Regions from separate parts of the Mus musculus genome. Here region 1 is linked to region 2. Evidence: chromatin contacts called from public HiChIP or PLAC-seq data. All regions are on one chromosome and are shown on one strand. The core of a region is the stretch at or near the end of the contact, and the rest is flanking DNA. Distances in the headings are between cores, read along the strand shown.

The links. HiChIP or PLAC-seq counts read pairs in DNA pulled down with a chosen protein or histone mark.
Region 1: a FOXA1 HiChIP or PLAC-seq map of pancreatic cancer cells shows a contact between it and region 2. The contact joins two enhancer-like sites. A contact is called at or near these places in 3 of 484 Hi-C or Micro-C datasets (large pre-B cells, liver and macrophages) and 1 of 115 datasets of contacts at active chromatin or transcription factors (pancreatic cancer cells).

Annotation. Positions count from the first base shown.
Region 1 is chr10:95,863,530-95,866,229 of GRCm38.p6, reverse strand. The region is part of intron 3 of Gm33377 (a long non-coding RNA gene); the gene reads right to left. Among named protein-coding and RNA genes, the nearest start is that of Gm33543, 22 kb to the right of the region's middle. Within about 2 kb of position 1,294, at least 57 of the 459 cell types and tissues checked have an H3K27ac peak or open chromatin away from gene starts, as enhancers often do. A contact at or near this core is called in pancreatic cancer cells, where this site is marked.
Region 2 is chr10:95,085,627-95,088,326 of GRCm38.p6, reverse strand. No RefSeq gene overlaps it. Among named protein-coding and RNA genes, the nearest start is that of Gm29684, 59 kb to the left of the region's middle. Within about 2 kb of position 1,281, at least 58 of the 459 cell types and tissues checked have an H3K27ac peak or open chromatin away from gene starts, as enhancers often do. A contact at or near this core is called in pancreatic cancer cells, where this site is marked.

The sequences.
Region 1 (2,700 bases), core at 45-2,544, 780 kb before region 2:
GGTCCAAAATTGTATCTTTAAAAAGCTGGACATCATTAGGTAAATCTAGTAATGAAAGCAAGTTAGTATATATCTCAGGCCACTTGCTGTTGCTATAACTGCGCACTGCAGACAAGGCTACTTTAGAAAGAATAAAGGTTTGCTTCGCTCCTAGCTTAGGAGGCTGTGACCCCAGGCAGGGGCTGGTATATGGAAGAGCCCTCTTGCTGCTTCCTGCTGTGGTTGTTGGAAGTCATCACAGGGTCAGATAGAGCAAGCCTGCTAACTCAGAACTCTCTCCTCCCCATGCTGTTCTACCACTGCAGGGCCCTCAGAATCATGAGCTCATCCTAGCCTAACTATTTTCCAAAGAACCCACCTCCTAAAACCACTGATGTCTGCTTCTAAGATGTGAGCTTCAGGAGACACATTCAATCCACACTACTGTGTTGATATCTGCTGTGTAGAAATTAGTTACTTCTGATTGTATTTATCCAAGGCAGTAGTTTAACAAGCACATTAGTCTACAGGCACATTTTTGCTAATTTTAGAAGATAAATATAAACACACACACATACACTCACTCACACACACACATATACACACATACATGCACACACACACACTCATACACACACATATAAACACATACATGTACACACTTATATACACATGCATGCACTCACATACATACACATAAACTCACACGTAGGTATACACACACTCACACATGTAGGTATACACATACACACACAGAGACACGCATATACACACATACACACATGTGGACATATACACACACGCATAGGTATACACATACCCATACACACATACACATGCATACACACACTCATGCACATAAACACACACTCACATGTACACACATACACACAGGCAAACACACATGCATACACACACACATGATTACATACACACATTCACCCATATACACACACAGACAGACACACATACACACATGTGTGCACACGCACATGCACACACACGCCATCCAAGAGACGAACAGTTGCAGAATGAAATACACTCAGACATTTCCAATTGCGTTTGGGGCCCCGGTTCAGTTCACCCCTTGCCCCTCTGTTCCAGCCTCTTTCGCCTTCCATCTCTTTCCATTTTATTTTTCTCATCGTGTTTTGACAGGTGAAGTTGCTCGTGCAAAAGCCATGTAATAAAATACAGGAATGCCACCTTTGCCTCCCTTGCCTGCTGCCGCAGAGCGTGTGAAGCCTGTGCCCTCTACCCTTCAGAGGAGTGCTGGAGTGGCAGGAGGCTCATGGAGCTGGAATGCTGTCTGTCTCTCTCTGGCCTCTCTGCCCGGAATGTGCTCCCCACCCTAATCTCCACTGAGACCAGTGTGCAAGCACTAGAGGCTTCAGCCAGCACAGACATGACACAGCAAGGGGGACAGAGGCTGGAGGCTGCAATCAGCCCATCCTATTTATTTAACTGCAAACTTTGTTCTTTAGTTTTTATAAAAAGCTTCATTGTTACATTGAATCCAAAGGAATTTAGCCTTTAACCTGCAGTTTCCAACTCCTGGTGCTAGCAAACTTTCTTTTCTGATAAGGGGACCGCCTGATGGAATTTTCTTCTTTTCTCTCTCATCCTGAAGGTGGGGCAACCCACTGAGATGTCTTTTGGACCTCGATTCTTATCAACTAAAATAAACACAAGGGCTCTCTGGTAATATATCCACGCAACAGAAGCTCCTGGTGTAATAAAACACAGAACATACAAAGAACGGGATCAACAGGCTTTAGTTTAGGGGTGTGTATGTGTGTGTGTGCGTGCGCACCTATGTATTTTCTACATTTCCCAATCTATCTAATTATTTTCTTTCTCCATCTGTTCCTAAGAGCCCTTTACTTATTGTAGGAAATTTCATACATTGATATAGTGATTTTAGGTAGTTTTCATGCCCCATTCCCCTCTCATCTTTCCAACAAACCTCATACTTCAATGTCTCCAAGGCTCAGAGAATATAGTACCAAAGAGGAGACAGAAAGACTCTAACAGCCAAGTAGTTATTTTATTTTTTTAAAAAGGCACAGGTTTGTTTTGTTTATCTTCATCCATATAGCCAGAACATGGTCCTTCATTTTCCTCTAAGGATCACAGTGGAAAAGGCTCAAGCCCTTTGTAATGACTGGGTGCCTATATCCCTGCCAATTTATACTGAAATCTTTATATTCCCCACCCCCTACAAACACACACAGGTGATGGTATTTGGGGGGGGGGGGCTTTTGGATGTCATTAAGTCGTGAGGAAGCCACTTTCCTAAATAAGACTCTTATAAAAGAGACCTGATTCTACTGTGGAAGTCAAGTGAGAGGCGGTGCCCCTCATCAGATACTGGGTCTCCTGGGATAGTAATCTGTATTATGTGTGTGTGTGTGTGTGTGTGTGTGTGTGTGTGTGATGAAGTTTGTCAGCTCTAGAAGATGAAGATATTCCTCCCATTGCTGTTTTTCACTGAAAGCTTGAGAACCAGGATCAGTTATGGGACCAGTTGCGCATGGCAGTGCTGGACAGAGAAGAAAGAGAAGTAGGCCAGAAGGGTTCTCCCTGTCACTCCTGGAGGAGGGTTCTCCTAAACTGACTTCACCAGGTCTTCATCCTCCTTAGAACCCTAGTTCCTACCTAATTTATTGAGTAAGATACGTGTGTATGTGTGTGTGTGTGTGTGTGTGTGTGTGTGTGTGT
Region 2 (2,700 bases), core at 32-2,531:
AGCTTCATCCTCCAGCTAGTCCACCTGATCCCTTCTGAGTGCTGTACTCGGCGTAGTCAGAGACAGGACAGCCATCTGTCCTGTCAGGCTTCACGCAGGAGGGAGAAAACCTCTCCAGAACATCTCGGAAGATTCTTATTAACAGCCATGGTTGTGAGAAGAGAATGCTGAACAAGCCCTGGGTTCTGCTGGAAAGGGAGGAGCCTGCTACACATTCCCCCCTTTCTTTCTTGGCGGAATCTTTTTATGAAGTCCAGGCTGGCTCTGAGTGTACCCTGCCTTCTCTGTGCTGGTTTAGAGGCATATGCACCCTACCCCACCCACTTCATTTAACTTCAAACTACAAACTGAGTTAGCTCCCTGATGCATACGTCGGATTACTACATCATTCTTCTCTTCGTAGAACCCTGCCACCCTGGCATACAGTCAGTACCATTGTTCTGGAACCCCAGTGAGACACCCCAGTCTCCCTCCTCTGCCGACTCCCTATCTGTCTTTATAATACACAGTCACGCCCTTCCCACGGCCGTTCACTTTGTGGGTTCTTTCATGACCTTGGTATGGAGAGCCCTGCATCATTGGCCTTCCTCAGCTTGTTGTAGGAAATACCACATGCATGTGACATCCCGGGAGCCTTCCCATGGCCTGCTGTGTGCTCCATGACAGCTTGTGTTTGTCTGTAGGGCTTCTGTGAATCCCAATAACCTGTCTTCTAAATAGTCTCTCCTGGTTTCTAGGATGGAAGGAGGAGCCTGTACTTATTGAAGGCATGGCTGGAAGCCTGGGTCAGCACTCAGCTTCTAGCAATCAGGCAGCCTGGGATGGACTCTTCTTGGCTTTGTTGTTGTTTTCTAGTGACCCTAGGCAAGTTATTTAACTCCCCTGCGTATCTGTGTCCCCACGCGTCAGTAGGAACCTAATATTAACAACCTAATGGGATTTATGATGAACGTCAAGCAAGGTGACTTATGTAAAGTACTTAGCAGAGCGCCTGGTACAGGGTCATTGCACAGTGAGTATTTGCAGACTGAATGGTGATGAGATAAAATATGTTTAAACAGAACTGAGTCTTTTCCACTATTCTGGAGTGCCACATTATGCCCTAATATACTTGCCCGGATAGAGGTCTGTCAAGGCCAATCTTTTCTATGTGACTGGGAAGGGGAAAAACGTAGCTGTCTGCTGATCTCCTAGCACCGTTACCAACTGTGATGCTGCTCAGATCTGCCACTACAGATTGAGCCTCTCAACTGTGCCAGCAATTAACCAATACTTACTAAGCAGAAAGGCAGGTTTGAGAGCAAGGGACTCGCTTCCTGCCACACACACTTCAGTCTCATCCATTAGTCAGCATATAAACAGCAAATACATTAGCCTTCAAAAGAACCTCGGAGGATGGGTGGCACTTACTCAAGAGGAACAGGAAGAAAGAAAGATTACCCAGATAATGGGAAGAAAAGAGAAGTGGGAGCTCAATCAATAGAGGAGGGCAGTGTGGGCACATCGGTGAGTGGCAGCAGAGTCTTGCAAGAAGAAAGTCTTGGATAGCTTCCTTAAAAAAAAAAAAAAAAGGTGAACTACCTTAAATTAATGTTTTGTCACAGAAGTATAGAACCAGGAAGGAATTTTAAATCCTCTTGTTTGAAGAAACTGGAGCTCAGAAAGGGAGTTTTGACCAAAGTCACCTCATTGGTCGACACCCCCAGATTTCTCTTGCCTTAGGCTGTACATTTCCTTTACTAAAGCGGCTCTTGAAGAGTTTAGACTATTCGGCTTCTTAAAGCGACACTGAGGTAGCTTATTAGGAAAGTTTCGTCATGGGTGGGGAGGAGAGAGAATAATGGGTGTGGAGAACAGGGACTGAGAAGGGAGGAGGTCGCTGGGAGGAAAGTCGTCAGCCTCTTCTAATGCTCCCTTCCTTCTGTAGAGAGCCTAAGCCATATATTCATACTGAAGGGTGAATGACGCCAAGCCATTCTCAAATGGTGTCTGCTAGGAAGGGTGTGTGGTCATAAGGACAAGCTTATGAAGACCTCTCTCTAATCCCATCTGCCTCAGTGTCATGCCATAACTTCAGGAAAACTCCCCTACCAAGGGAACCACCCAGAACATTCTAAAGGGACGATTCTTAAGATATTTGGGGACAGGTGCCACACCATGACCCTCGTCTCATGCCTCAGTTATTCAGGCTAAACATAATTCATTCTTTCTGCTGCTCCCACCCAGTTTACCCTTGTTGTCCTGCTCCGGATGAGTGGCCATCTGTCCCTGTCTATTTCAAAGAACCATGAATGGTACATTTAAGACCAGTTGTGCAGGAAGCTTGGGACAGTCCCCTCCCACTCACCCACCCCCATGGTTCACGGGAAGTTTCTATTAACAGAGTCTGAGTAACAGGGCCTCTTCCGAAGCTCATAGGCAAGCAGCTACCAATGGACACTGAGCTGCACAGAAGTTTGCGCTGAAGAGGGCTTCGCCCAGTCATCAACCCACACATCCAGTTACACTGGAGAAGAACAGACAAATATGGGAGAAAGCATAGCAGTTGCTGTCACATTCCAAGCCAGCTCCCCACGCATGCTCATAAGGATACTTCCCTTCTCCCAGATCTGAAACCACAGAGTCCTGTCTGAATATCCTTTCTTTCATACTTATACCATTGTGTTGCTTTTATTCTTTCTATCAAATCCATCCCTTCCC